Regions from separate parts of the Oryctolagus cuniculus genome. Here regions 1 and 3 are each linked to region 2. A link is a contact called in public Micro-C data. All regions are on one chromosome and are shown on one strand. The core of a region is the stretch at or near the end of the contact, and the rest is flanking DNA. Distances in the headings are between cores, read along the strand shown.

Region 1 (4,441 bases), core at 1,431-3,930, 180 kb before region 2:
GCTCAGGTTCAAAGGCCTAACCACAGAGCTTGTGATCTAGAGTTAGGCGGCTGAGTTGCCAGAGAGAACGCAAGAAACTCAAGCGGCCTCTGGGAAGAGCCGACCCTGCAGCATTACTCAACTGTTCCGTTGAAACTCAAGTATAACTGGCAAACCTGTTTCTTTATTTGCCAAAACCTGGCAGCACTTGTAGGAGGGAGCCCAGTGGGCAGAGGGCTAACGTGGAAAGGGAGAGCCCAGGACCTGCCTCCTGCCATCTCTGCCCGCTCAAGTGCACCCCTGACTGCATTCCAGCCCACAGGCAGAGCTGGGTGGGCAACACCCCATCCTCACTGGGGAACTGTCCATAGCTACAGGAGCACCCAGAGAAAGCCCCAGTGTGAGGCAGCACGGAGAACACCCAGCTGACCTCAGGCACCTGTGGGGTCACTCTGCTGACCCGCGCTCTGGGGTCCTTGCCCTTGGCAAGCAGCTGTGCCGGCAGTGACCCTGTGACCCTCACAGTAACTGAGCAGGGTGTAGAACTGCTGCGGTGCCTCTCTGTCTTTCCATGGAGAGATGAGGACTGTCCACTGCCTGTCGCCCTGGCCCACTCGCCACCCAAGTGCTCAGGGGACGACCAGTCTACCTCAGCTGGCCCTGGGAGGCAGGCCTTGGTGGCCCAGCTATCTGGGGGTTGCCCTGCAGAAGGTGAGCCAGGCTGAGCGGCCTGCACTCTGCACACCTGCCCAGTGGTTACCTAACTGACCCCCGGAGCCCTTGAAGCTGCCAGTGAGCGGCGCAGTCAGATTCCTGCAGCCTGGGGCCCGGAGCCGGAGCTCCAGGAGGGCGGTGGGTTGTGTGGTGCCTACCTGGACAATGACAAGAAAAGGTGTTTATACAGTCTTTTCCCACACTGTCACAAGGCACGGTCTAAAGGGGACCCCGGCCAACACAACCTGGACGTGGTCTCCCGGACCCAGGCCCCGCAGCCAGTGAGAGGAGGAGGAGGTGAGCAGTGCACAGGACACAGCACTCCCCGCCTGCTGCCCTCCCCGCCACCCATCTGGGCCCCAGTTGTGCCGAACCCCAGGGGGAGGTGGGGCGCACCCACCAGCCGCAGGAAGAGTCGTGATAAACCTGCTCTCCAAGATGCGGTGGGCCCGCAGGCTGGGCACAGACCCTTGTCATCTTCTCCTGCTTTGAGAGGAAACAGGCCCAGAGGGGCTCCAAGGGGCTCGGTGTGCAATAAGCTGCCATACGGACACACCTGCTTGGAGCCTCTTACCTGGCACCCGGAACCACTTGATCTTCTAAGAAGCCCAGAGTCCTGGAGTGACTCGGAGGTGCCCAGCCCGTGCCTTGACTCCCGTGGGTGCTACCCAGCTGGCAGGTGCTCCTCCCTCCTCCCTCCTCCCTCCTTTCTGTGCCACATGCAGGTGGGAGCTGGTCTGGATGGAGCAGAGGTGCCAGGAGCTCCTTAGACAAATGTTCCTTGTTCAGTTCCTGCCAGATAGAAGCCCGGGGAGTAGAGGGAGTGTGCCACCCCATAGACTGCTTCGTGAAGGCGGTATCAGTTATTGATGTGCGTGCATGTGCGTGAATAGATGCACACACACGTATGTACATGCAGTAGATGGGAATGTATCTCATGCAGGGTCAATGTGCCACATGTAAGGACGGGTGTCTTTTCATGAAAATGGTATCAGTTTCACATAAATATGTTGTATATCCCTTATCTGAAATGTTTGGGACCAATGGTTTAGCTTTGGGACTTTTTAAAATTTTGGATTTGCATATACACAAGATAACTTGGAGATGGAACTCAAATCTAAGCACAAAACTCAGTTGTGTTTCACAGATACCTTACACACATGGCCTGCAGGTTGTTTTACACAAGGCTTTTAGTGAGCCTGCATTTTGACTAATTCATCCCACGAGGTCAGGGGTGGAATTTTCCACTTGTGTTGTCGTGTCATCACTCAAAGTTTTGGATTTTTTAGATCATTTCAGACTTGGGGTTTTCTGTGTGTGCATATGTGTACATTCATGTCTACAGACCTACGTGCATATTTAGATGCATATGTTTATCCATAGACACACATGTGGGTATGGAGTTATCACGTGGGTCCCAGCCAAAGATGTTTCTCTTTTCTATTCTGTTTACTTCAAGAGACAGAAAGAGTAACAAGCCAAAACCCTTGGCTCCGCAGGAAACAGGGTGACAAACACCTCCAACGCAGGATGGGGAGGTCACAGGGCGGGGACGGTGTCCCCCGCAGGCCGCAGGCACTGCAGATGTCCAGGAAAGAGGCCGGACTCAGGAGCCTGAAAGCCTTGGCAAGCTCCCCAGGCCCGCCGATCCTCCCCTTCCTTATCTGTCTTACAGTAACAGAACAGGAGCCGCCTCTGGGGGCCACTTCCAGATTAAACACGACAAGGAGACCCTTCCTCTTCCTTGCTCTCACAACAAAGGTTTTTAACTCCCAGAAAAAGCCCGAGCTGTCCCCAGCATCCTTGGCCCCACCCTCGAAGCCTGCAACTTAACAACAAAACAGAGACAAAAACTTAAAAGAAACAAAAACACACACGCAGAGCCCGCCCCGTCCCATAGCGTGCGTAAAATATACACAGGAAGGAAGTGGCGGGGTGACTCAGGGAGGCAGGGCTGTGGCGTCTCAAGGAAAGGAGTCGGATTTTCCGACCAGCCTGCCCTGGCCGTGGTTTTGAGCAAGACTTCAGCAGGGGCCCTGGCCACCCCGCCCCACCGGCCGCGGGCTTGCTAGGACCCCGCTGTCTAGACGGGTGGGGGGGTTGGCACCGAGCAGGCTGTGGTGGGAGGCGTGGGGGGCTGCCCTGTCTGCAGGGCTGAGCCAACGGGTGGAGCTCTGGGAAGTCCTTGGCTCTGGTGGTCCCAGCCCACAAGCTTGCTTTTCATTTCTGGCGTAAGCAGCTTTGCACCCAGCCGGCTCAGCCCTCTGGAGCCAGGGCAGCTCCCAGTGTCTCAGGGCAGAACTCCTAAGTCCTTCCTGGTCTCTGTGACCCTGAGGGCCTGCAGGCAGGACCCAGCCTGAGCCAGCCTCCCCGCCCCCACGCCCCAGTCCCAGCCTCCCCTGCGGTCCCAGCCTTTGCGCCATCAGAGGCAGGCACCAGACTGCTCCCTCCCTTTGTCTCTGCTGTTCTCTGCCCTGCCTCCCCGTCCTCTGTCCCCAGAGCCCAGCTCACTCCTCCCGGATTCTCCAGATGGAAAGTGTTTCCCTGGCTGACATGGACCCGGAAGTTTACATCCAGCTCTGGGATCCTGAGCGAGTCGCTCCGCCTCATTTTGCCATCTGTAGAATGGAGCCGCAGTAGAGAAGAGGTAATGAGTGCGGAAGGATGTGCCTGGCCCAGCCTAGCTGGGAGAGCGCCGACACCCATGGGGTTGACCCTGGTGTTGTCAGGCCTTTTATGCTCTCTGGATAATCTCTCAGGAGCAGGCGTGTTCTGACTCCTTTTCTCCTTAGAGCCTTCAAAATCTTTCCTGTAAACAGCAAGTGCAAAAAAAAAAAAAAAAAAAAAAAGAAGAAGAAGAAGAAGAAGAAGAAGAAGAAGAAGAAGAAGAAGAAGAAGGGGCAATGTCCAATGTCTCCTGGTGGCCTGGGTCCACTCTGCTCCAGGGAAGGCAGCTAAGAGCCCCCAGGAAGCCAAACAGCACTTCTAGGAGAGGCAAAGAGCAGCTGGGGAGTAGCTATGGCGGTGGCTACCAGGGATCAGCCTGGCACCAGTGTCCACTGCGCAGCTGGCCCTGGCCACAAAGGGGCAGGGCTGCACTGAAAACAAAGGCTCGGCAGACCTGCAGGGCAGAGCTCCGGGCACTGGCAGGTGCGTCTTTGAGATGACATTCCCCAGTCTGAGCCTCCAGGTGGACAGTGAGCCTCTCAGCCAAACGGATTCCAGCGCCCTCGTGCACAGGAGCCAGGGCCCAGGGGCCTGATCCCGGGACAGGGCGACAGCAGGGAGAGGGAGCCGGGTGCCTCCCCCTTCCTCTTCCAGCGATCAGCAAGGGAAGGAGAAAGAAAGGCCAGCGTCCCAGGGCCCTGCGGTGTGCTCAGAGGGAGACCCCCACAGAGGGCTGTGTGGTTGGCCCTTTACATTACGGGGTGAGTAGCCCGTCCTTGTGGTCTAAGGAGCCAGGTCACACGGACACAGGTGTGCGGGGAGAGAAAGGGCTGGACTCCGGCCAGTCCCTTGGAGATTCAGATCCTCAGCAAGCCAGGCCACCAGCAGGCAGGCAGGCCGGACGCCCTGTGGGCCTGCCTCCTGCTTCTAGTGGACAGGCCACAGTGCTCCGGGAGACAGATGCCCGGGGTGGGCACCCGCGCTGCCACTGGCGGCCAGTCACTTGCAAGTCCCAGACAGGCCCTTAAGGTTCAGAACACCCACTGAGTGTTTCTGGCTTTTCCCAAACAAAAGGGTTGTT
Region 2 (4,311 bases), core at 1,511-4,010:
GTGTCAGAGAGAGAGGGAGACACACGTAGAGATAGAAAGGTCTTCAGTCTGCTGGTTCACTCTCCAAATGGTGGAAACAGCCAGGGCTGGACCAGGCCGAAGCCAGGAGTCAGGAACTCCATCCAAGTCTCTGACATGGGTAGCAGGAATCAGGAACGCTCACAAGCAGCAGGGGCCCAAGAACTTGGGCAGTCTTCCACTGCTTTCCCAGACACATTATCAGGGAGCTGGATGGCAAACAGCAGCTGGGATCAAACCAGCACTCCGGGGGCCAGCGTTGTGGCATAGTGGGTAAAGCTGCCATTTGCAACACTGGCATCCCATATGAGCACCAGTTTGTGACCTGGCTGCTCGCCTTCTGATCCAGCTCCCTGCTAATGCACCTGGGAAAGCAGTGGAAGATGGTTCAAGTGTTTGGGCCCCTGCTGACCACATGGGAGACCTGGATGGCGTTTCTGGCTCCTAGCTTTGGCCTGTCCCAACTCTGGCTATTTTGGTCATTTGGGGAGTGAACCAGTGGATGGAAGATCTCTCTCTCTCTCTGCCTTTCAAATAAAACAAACCTTAAAAAAAAAAAATATCTTCTTTATCTTCTGCAACTCCATGTAAGTCAGAAGGTAAAGGTGCTTACATTCCTGGAGAGTCCTAGGAAGAAGACAGAATCTTAAAAACCAAAGGGGCAACACACAGGCAAACAAATCAATCTCCGGATTAGGGCCCCGCTCAGCTGCTAGAGCAGAAAGCCAACCACACAGACAGGAGGGACACACAGAAGCACCAGTCCACACACATTCAGACGGTCACCGACTTATCATGGTCGGATTTACGATTTTTCGACCTGAGGATGGGACAAGAGCCACAGGCATCGGACAGAAACCACGCTTTGCATTTTGAACGGTGCTCTTTTCCTGCACTAGCGCTGGCCGCCGGCTCCTGTACGCAGCTCCCAGGCCATGCAGGAGAACTCCCGGCGCCGCACAGCGGCCGCTGCCAGCCGTGACGCTCGCTCCGAGAGTCAGTGCTGAAGAACTGCCCAACTAGCCTTGTTCTCCACCTGCAGCGGCTTTCTCGCAACCCCGTGATGTTGAAAAGAATCCCACTCCCAGACTGCAAGACGCCACAAAGCATGTGGCTAACTAAAACCACAGAATGACAGATCTTTGAGGATGGTAAAACTAATCAAAGTCGCGTTTTTGAGCGCTCCCATAAGACACTGCTCCACCTCAGCCAGACTCTGGGCAGCTGGAGGGCCACACCCACCCACAGGCGCAGGTTCAGAAGTAGCTGCTCTCACCCCCTGCTGATGAGAACCTCACCAAGAGGCAGCGCCAGGCTGCAGGGCAGGCTGGGAAGTGTAGTCCGGCTCGGAAGCATCTGCCCAGCTCTCCTGGAAGGAGAGAACGGATTTTCTCTGACTTGAAACATCTCCGCCGTCACCTCCCAAATAAAAAGGAAACAGGAAGTAACCCATGAAACCATTTTCTGCCTTTTTTTTTCTTTTTTGGCCTATCAGATTTGCAAAAATCAAACATTTGTGAATACTAAGTTGTATGTATCTTAACCCACATCAGCAACTCACAAGAAGGATTTCATGTTGGATGGTGATCGGAGAATCTTGAGGATGCTAAGGGGCCACGCTGGGGAAATGAACAAGGGTCAAGCAGGCTCGCTGGGACATTCCACCTGCCACAGGGCACAAGGCCACAGTCAGGCAATGCCATTAGTACCGGGGCTGGGCACCGTGTTCTAGTCTTAGCCCTGGGGCTCCCTGCCCAAATGACCTGTGCCCATTGCCAGTGCCAGGGTGGGTGTCTGCCCTGCCCTTGGTCTGGGGGGCTCACTCTTCCCCATCCCCTGACCTTGGGGACCTAGAATGCTTGGGGGGTGGGGTTGTCATGGGTGGAGCGCTTGGACCTGCAGACCAGGTGACAAGGCCCCCACTGTTTTGGGGGGCTTTTCCAGTAGGTACCGACAGCTTAAATGCACACACACCCAGCAGTTCTAGGAATGTCCACTACTTGCAAAAACACCATATTCTTGGAGTAAGAGCCTGGTTGTTAACCCGTGGGCCCTGGAGCCAGGCTCCAATCCCGACTCTACTTGGTAACCGGGCAGTCTCAAGCAGGCTCTTAGGGAGACAGTCATGAACTTCGCAGAGAAGTTCCGAATAAATGAAGTAATAGGTGGACAGTGCTCTGACCAGGGACTCGGTGTTTCACGCCTGTTAGCGCTTTTCTAAGACCCCCGACCCCATTTCTTAAAGGTAAGTAGGAAACAGGGAGTAGACACACGAAGGGGTGAACAGGGCTGAGCAGGCTCAGGGACTCTCCCAGGTCTGGCGCCAGGCAGTGGGGGGGCCCCTCCAAGGGGCCTGAGGACGCCCAGGGGCAGGGAGGCCGTCCCACGACTGGGTGCTTCCCCAGTGCCAGGCCAAGATGAATTTCAGCCTCGGTGCGGCGGCGTGGGAAGCTCTCCAATTGCACTCAGGCGGGCGGCGAGCACGTGGCCTCGTCTAAAAATGCACCCGCCGAGCGTGCACCCAGCCGAGCGTGCACAGCCTCGGCTCGCTCACGGAAAGAAGGCAGAGGTCGGGGTGCCGAGGGCTGGGAACTGGGAGGCTGGTGCGGCCATGGAACTCTGGGGCCTGGGGGAGGGCGTGCACTTCACCCATTTCAACACTTCCTCGCAGGCGGGCCCCCGCCCAGCGAAGAGGCAGGGGCGCGGTCCCTCCGCCGCTTGCCCCCTCCTCTTCCCCTCGCCGGGTCCGCCTCCTCCCTCCCGGCCCCCGCCCCGGAAGCCGCGGCCCGCGCCCCTGGGGATCGGAGGGCTAGGGCGGGCCCCACGCGCCCCGCCCGCCGGTTCGCACCTGCTCGGCGGACGCCGCGTTTAGCCGCAGCCTCGGGCGCTGGAAGCAGGGGAAAGTGGGGGACGCGCCGCGCTGCTGTTGTACCAGGAGAGGGCCCCGCGCGTGGCTCGCCGGGCACAAAGAGGCCGGGCCGGCCGGGACGCGGGCCTCGGGGGCGACGCCGCCGGGGTCTTCACAGGGCTGCCTGTGCCTCCTTTTCCGACCGCGGAGCTCGTGCCCGCCGCTTCGACCCCCGAGCTGGCCTGCGCCAGGGATCCCGGCGCGGGACTGGTCCCCCGGAGTCGCAGCCCCACGTCCTGGCACCGTAGCTGAAGCCAGCAGGCGCCCACCACGCCGGCTTTGCGTCAGTCTCCAGGCTGGGTCAGGGCGGCTCCCTCCTCCGGGTGAGGTTCCCGCCACTCCACCTGCCCCCTAGTGTCCGCCACGGGCCTCTGCACCCTCGAGTCCGCCTTAGGGACCCAGCTCTGCCCAGGGAAGGCCTCGCTGCTCCCTGCCACGTGCCTGGCTGTGGCCCTGTGGCGGGATGCTTGGCCACCCATTGCCCTAAGCATTTCGGATACTTTCTCTGCAGGCTGGCAGGGCCGGCAGCAGACCTGGGTCACGTGTCCTAGAGCAGTGACTGGACACCAGGAGCTGGGGCTAGCCTTCCAAGCAAAAGCCCCTGATAGCCCCTCAGCAGCCCCCAGCCCAGTGGCACACCTCCCCCCTCTGTCCTGTGTACCTCCTGAGCCTCATGCACTCTGACTCCGCGGAGCTCCGGCCACCCGTCTCCTGATGAATGGCTCATCTTGTCCCAGGCTCTCCCCAGAAGGCGTCTCCGCCCTTGGTTCCTGCTGAACGGTTGGTCCTTCAGTGACCACAGTGGGCATTGGCCTCTGCTGGCTGGGGGAGGCCAGGGCCGTGCCGAGCGACTCACACATGAACCTGGAGGTTTGGAGGGGTTTGCAAAGACGCTTCCAAGGAAGCCCGCGTGACTGCCTCACCTGTGCGGGTCCAGCAGCTGCTATGGCCACAGCCCGCTCCGCGGAGTCCTCGGTGCCCCCTGCTTTTGAGGTCGGCTCCGTGGCCAGTGGAGCTGGACTGACCGACAAGTCTTTGGTTTTCCTGCCAGGTTTGTCGAGGGGCTGACATTAGCTCCTGAGCCCTCCAGGTGTCCACAAGGAGCCCCACCTCGGGGGTGGGGGATGGATAGGGAGGCAGGGGCAGCTGGGAGGGGCAATGTGACAAATCACATTACCCTGAACCCAAGAGGGCGGGCCCTGGCAAAGCCAGCTGGGCACCCATCCTCAGGGAGAGCCGTCCTCGCCCCGGGGGCCTCTCCCCAGCAGGACCCTCTGCCAGGGGGCACTCCAGCATGAGTCAAAGGCGATCCAATAGAAAAAAATTGGTGTGACCTTGGGTGTGGCCCCAGAGTCTCAACTTCAGGGAGCTGAGCGGGACTCAAG
Region 3 (4,166 bases), core at 401-2,900, 130 kb before region 2:
GCAGTGTCAGAACTCCAGGAGAAACAGGAGGTCCCAAAACTTTTTTTTTAAAGATTTATTTATTTATTTGAAAGGCAGTGTTACAGAGAGGCAGAGAGAGAGAGAGAGAGAGAGAGAAAGAGAGAGAGAGAGAGAGAGTCTTCTACCGGTTCATTCCCCAAATGGCTGCGACAACCAGAGCTGGGCCAATCTGAAGCCAGGAGCCGGGAACAACTTGTGTGTCTCTCATGCGGTTGCAGGGGCCCAAGCACTTGGGCCATCCTCTACTTTCCCAGGCCACAGCGGAGAGCTGGATCAGAAAAGGAGCAGCTGGGACTCGAACCGGTGCCCATATGGGATGCCGGCACTGCAGGCAGCAGCTTTACCAGCTACGCCACAGCGCCGGCCTCCCAAAACTTAACAGAGAGGGAAAGGAGAAACAAACACCAGAGTGAGCGTGAGGGAACAAGGCTGGGACAGATGGCAGGCCTCTCCTAGGGCACGCGGGATGCCTGGAGACAGGACAGAGCCTTCTGCGTGCATAATTTCCATACTCCAGCAAAATGAGAGGAAACCTGACGCCAGGGACAAGTGAACAGTGACACAGTGGCCTGAGAGACCATGGGAGCAAAACACCAGTGCTCACAGGGGGGCAGTGTCAGGAAGAAAGTGAGCTCTGGGTGCCAAAGAGTACAACCAAGACGCTGAGTGAACTCCTCAACGCAGAGAAGATGCACGGCTATTCTTTGTTTTCAAGAAAAAAGAGAGGCAGTGAGAAACTCCAGGAAAAACAGAAGAAACTTACAGTCCAAATTAGAAGTAAACTAAATGCCACATGATTATGAGCAACGGGTGAAATGAGCCAAGTGCTGTTCTATTATTTATCCTTCATAACAACCCCATGAGATGGCAGAAAGAAATGTAATCCTAGCACAAGCCTTGGCAGCCAGACAAGCTATAGTCATGGTCACATAAACCCCAGCACTTGCTGTCAGTGTGCAGGATCAATCTGAGAGACCAAACATCTACAACCGACCCATAGCCCAGCAGACACGGTGCATTTATGCAAAGGAACAAAGATGCTTACACAGCGTACAGAGAAAGTCTAAGTGAGTGATAGAGGGTGAGAGTTACAAGGATGATCAACAACAGAATCAGAGTAAGAACACATCCACTAATGAGGGAAGAGGTGGGAGGAACGGTGAACTGATACAAACAGAGACTACCTAACTCTAACACACAGCAACGCAATCACACAGTTCACTTATAGCAGTAACTACCAAGACAACGAAAATCAGAGCGCGAAGTGCTGGCGGGTGGGGTGGACTGGGGAAGGGAAGGGTGCTTCAGGTTGTAAGCTCTTCTGTGTTATGATTCTTAAAAAAAATCACCTAGTTTCTTTAATGGCAAGAAAAAGGTCTATTTAAATATAATCCCATATCTTGCTTAATATATCCCAAATCATGCTCAAAGAAACTTTAGTATTGAAGAAACTGCTAGTTAGTTCCAAGAAAAATAAAATCTCATCAACAGAAAAGCTTGGAAACTGTCCCATGGTGATTCCACTCTTGGAGACTCAAGATCACATCAGTGAGTAAAAGCTTAGACGGCTCCAGGATGCCTGTGTCCTCACACAGGTGAGGCTCAGACCCCGGCTCCTCCACGTACGGATGGAGGTGAATGTGGTCCCTACAGAGGTAAGCCCTAACCTGTGAGGGCGACCCTACTTGGAAGTAGCCAGGCTCTTCCCAGTGTAACTAAGGTAAGGGGCTTGAGCAGAGACAGCAAGTACCCTCAGAAGAGGACACAGAGAGACGAGGCCATGTGAGGATGGACGCAGCGACTGGCTGCAGCACAAGCCAAGGAACACCAAGGGTTGCTGGCGGCAGAGGTCAAGAGAGAAGCAAGGGCTGCATGCTCCTTGGAGGCCCCGGGGAATGAACTTTGCCAACACCTTGGTTTTGGACTTCTGGTTTCCAGAGCCCCCAGCACGTGGTCCTGTGTTACAGCAGCCACAGGAGAGGCGTGCACTGCCTCATCCTCACCGTGGGGCCCACACGGTGGTTCCACGGGGCTGTCCATAGCAGCCCTAGCCCTGAGCATGTCCCACACGTCCACTCCTGAAACACCGGCTCTCAGCATCCCAGTCCACTGGGCCCCGGGGAAGGATGGCGATGCATCCCAAACTGAGAGCCCCCTCACTCCCCAGCAGCCCCGCATCCTTGCTGGGGTTGTCCTCTTTGGAGTCCTGCTTGCAACCATGGGAAACAGGTGAGGTGGGCCTCGCCACGGAAGGATCTCGTGATGCTGGGGCCGGAGAAGCGCGGCCTCGGGGTGGGGAGGGGCAGCTGGTCCAGGCAGCCGGGGGTGAGGAAGCTGGGGAGAGCCTGAGTCGCCCCTCAGCCAGCACACCCTGGCTTCCCTGGGCAACAGCAGTGCCATGAGCTCACTGAGCACGTACCCAAGGCCTGGCCCCGGGGACACAGTCCTGACCCAGGCTTGCTTCTACCAGCCTATTTCAGGAGAGGTAACGACAAACGACCTGGTGCACAAACAGAAGTCCTGATTCGCGCTGGCAAGGAGCAGCCCTGGCGCTGGCGGGGCAGCCGCTGAGCGGTGACATGTGAGCAGCACCCAGGAGGCTGACGGGGGCAGTGGGGGTGGGGGACTGAGAGAAAACAGGGGTTTCCAGGGCACTCCCACTCCTACTTTCAAGAGGGGCCCAAAGAGCTTCGGCTTTTTTTTTTTTTTTTTTAGATTTATTTTATTTATTTGAAAGAGTTACAGAGAGAGGTAGAGACAGAAAGAGAGGTCTTCCATCTGCTGGTTCACTCCCCAAATGGCTGCAATGGCTGGAGCTGTGCCAATCCAAAGCCAGAAGCCTGTTCCGGGTCTCCCACATGGCTGCAGGGGCCCAAGGATTTGGGCCATCTTCTACTACTTTCCCAGGCCATAGCAGAGAGCTGGATCAGAAGAGGAGCAGCCAGGACTAGAACCGGCACATGTAAGGGATTCCGGTGCTTCAGGCCAAGGTATTAACCTGCTGCACCACAGCACCGGCCCCATGGCTTTATATCCAGATACTTTCCGGATTAGGCATGAAAACTGAAAGCAATCTCTAACCAAGCACACACATTGTGCAGCATCTGGAATACTCCATGTACTCTTTGGGAGAATCGGGCGAAGAATGCCATTGTCGGACTTTTGATACTAAAAGGGTCTCAGGTGGCCACAGGTGCCTCCTCCAGCTTCACCTTAGAAACTGCTGTTCTGGGCACTGACCTCAGGGTGGCGTGGCTGAGCTGAGTAAGCGCGGGGGCCACCAGGGCAGGCAGGGGGCCCACCTTCCGCTCTAAGGCACTAAAATCTGCATCCCTGCTGGGCTCAGGTCCTGACTACCGTCCTGGACACGTGACATGAAGACAAAGATACGACAGGGCCCTCAGAAGCAGAGGATGGGAACCAGGATCCGAAATTCCAGGCCTGGAGGGGAGCTCTGCCTTCCGGTGCATCCCGGGCCGCTCCAGGTCCAGCGGACCCCCACGCTCAGAGACCGGAAGGGCGTCAAGGCCTTGACTCTGCGCACTTGTGCATGGGGTGGGGGGCGCACGGCAAGATGAGGTTTAGACTTTGTGAGAGGAAGCGGGTTGAGGTCAGGCCAGGTGAGAAGCCGGCGCAGGCGAGGGAAGCTGTGAGAGGATCTAGCCACTGTGCGGGCGCGGAGTAAGAGCCAGGCTGGGGTTGGGGTGCCCGGCCGCGAACCGGCGGCGGCGGCGGGGGCGGGCCCGGAGCGGGGCGGCGCTGGGGAGAGCCTTGGTTCGGGGCGTGGCGGCGGCAGCGGCGCGGGGCGGGGCCGCGCGGGGCACACGGGCCGGGTTACATAAATGTTCCCTGGCGCCGCAGCGAGGCGGCCGCCCAGCCGAGCGCGCAGCGCGGCCGACAGCGATTGCCTCATCTTATCAAGGAACACGGCGTCCCATACACGCCTCTTGCCCAAGCCACAGGCCGGGCGGGACGGCGTGTTCCCTCCGAGAGGCTGACCGGGAGGGCAGAGCAAGGGCGCCTCTCGCCAAGCCCCCGGCCCAAGCCCACCCCTACTCCTGCACGGGAGCCACAGGCAAATGCGGCAGGCTCGAAGCCGGGGCTCAGAACTGGGGCGCGCACTGCCCTCGGCTCTACCTCCTGTC

Evidence for each region. A called contact is a pair of places that touch in the nucleus more often than the background predicts.
Region 1: a contact with region 2 is called in a Micro-C map of ear pinna, with 3 times the contacts expected there. The contact joins two enhancer-like sites. A contact is called at or near these places in 3 of 6 Hi-C or Micro-C datasets (ear pinna, psoas muscle and an unstated tissue).
Region 3: a Micro-C map of ear pinna shows a contact between it and region 2, with 4 times the contacts expected there. The contact joins the promoter of LOC138844574 here to the enhancer-like site in region 2. A contact is called at or near these places in 2 of 6 Hi-C or Micro-C datasets (ear pinna and psoas muscle).

What each region holds. Positions count from the first base shown.
Region 1 is chr12:12,416,355-12,420,795 of mOryCun1.1, reverse strand. No RefSeq gene overlaps it. Among named protein-coding and RNA genes, the nearest start is that of KLF13, 87 kb to the right of the region's middle. Within about 2 kb of position 2,680, at least 5 of the 8 cell types and tissues checked have an H3K27ac peak or open chromatin away from gene starts, as enhancers often do. A contact at or near this core is called in ear pinna, where this site is marked.
Region 2 is chr12:12,235,275-12,239,585 of mOryCun1.1, reverse strand. No RefSeq gene overlaps it. Among named protein-coding and RNA genes, the nearest start is that of TRPM1, 38 kb to the right of the region's middle. Within about 2 kb of position 2,760, at least 5 of the 8 cell types and tissues checked have an H3K27ac peak or open chromatin away from gene starts, as enhancers often do. A contact at or near this core is called in ear pinna, where this site is marked.
Region 3 is chr12:12,366,437-12,370,602 of mOryCun1.1, reverse strand. LOC138844574 reads left to right here and starts at 1,650. Exons shown (of 3, transcript XM_070053446.1): 1 at 1,650-1,676. The coding sequence starts at 1,650. All of the region lies in intron 1 of KLF13 (KLF transcription factor 13), which reads right to left.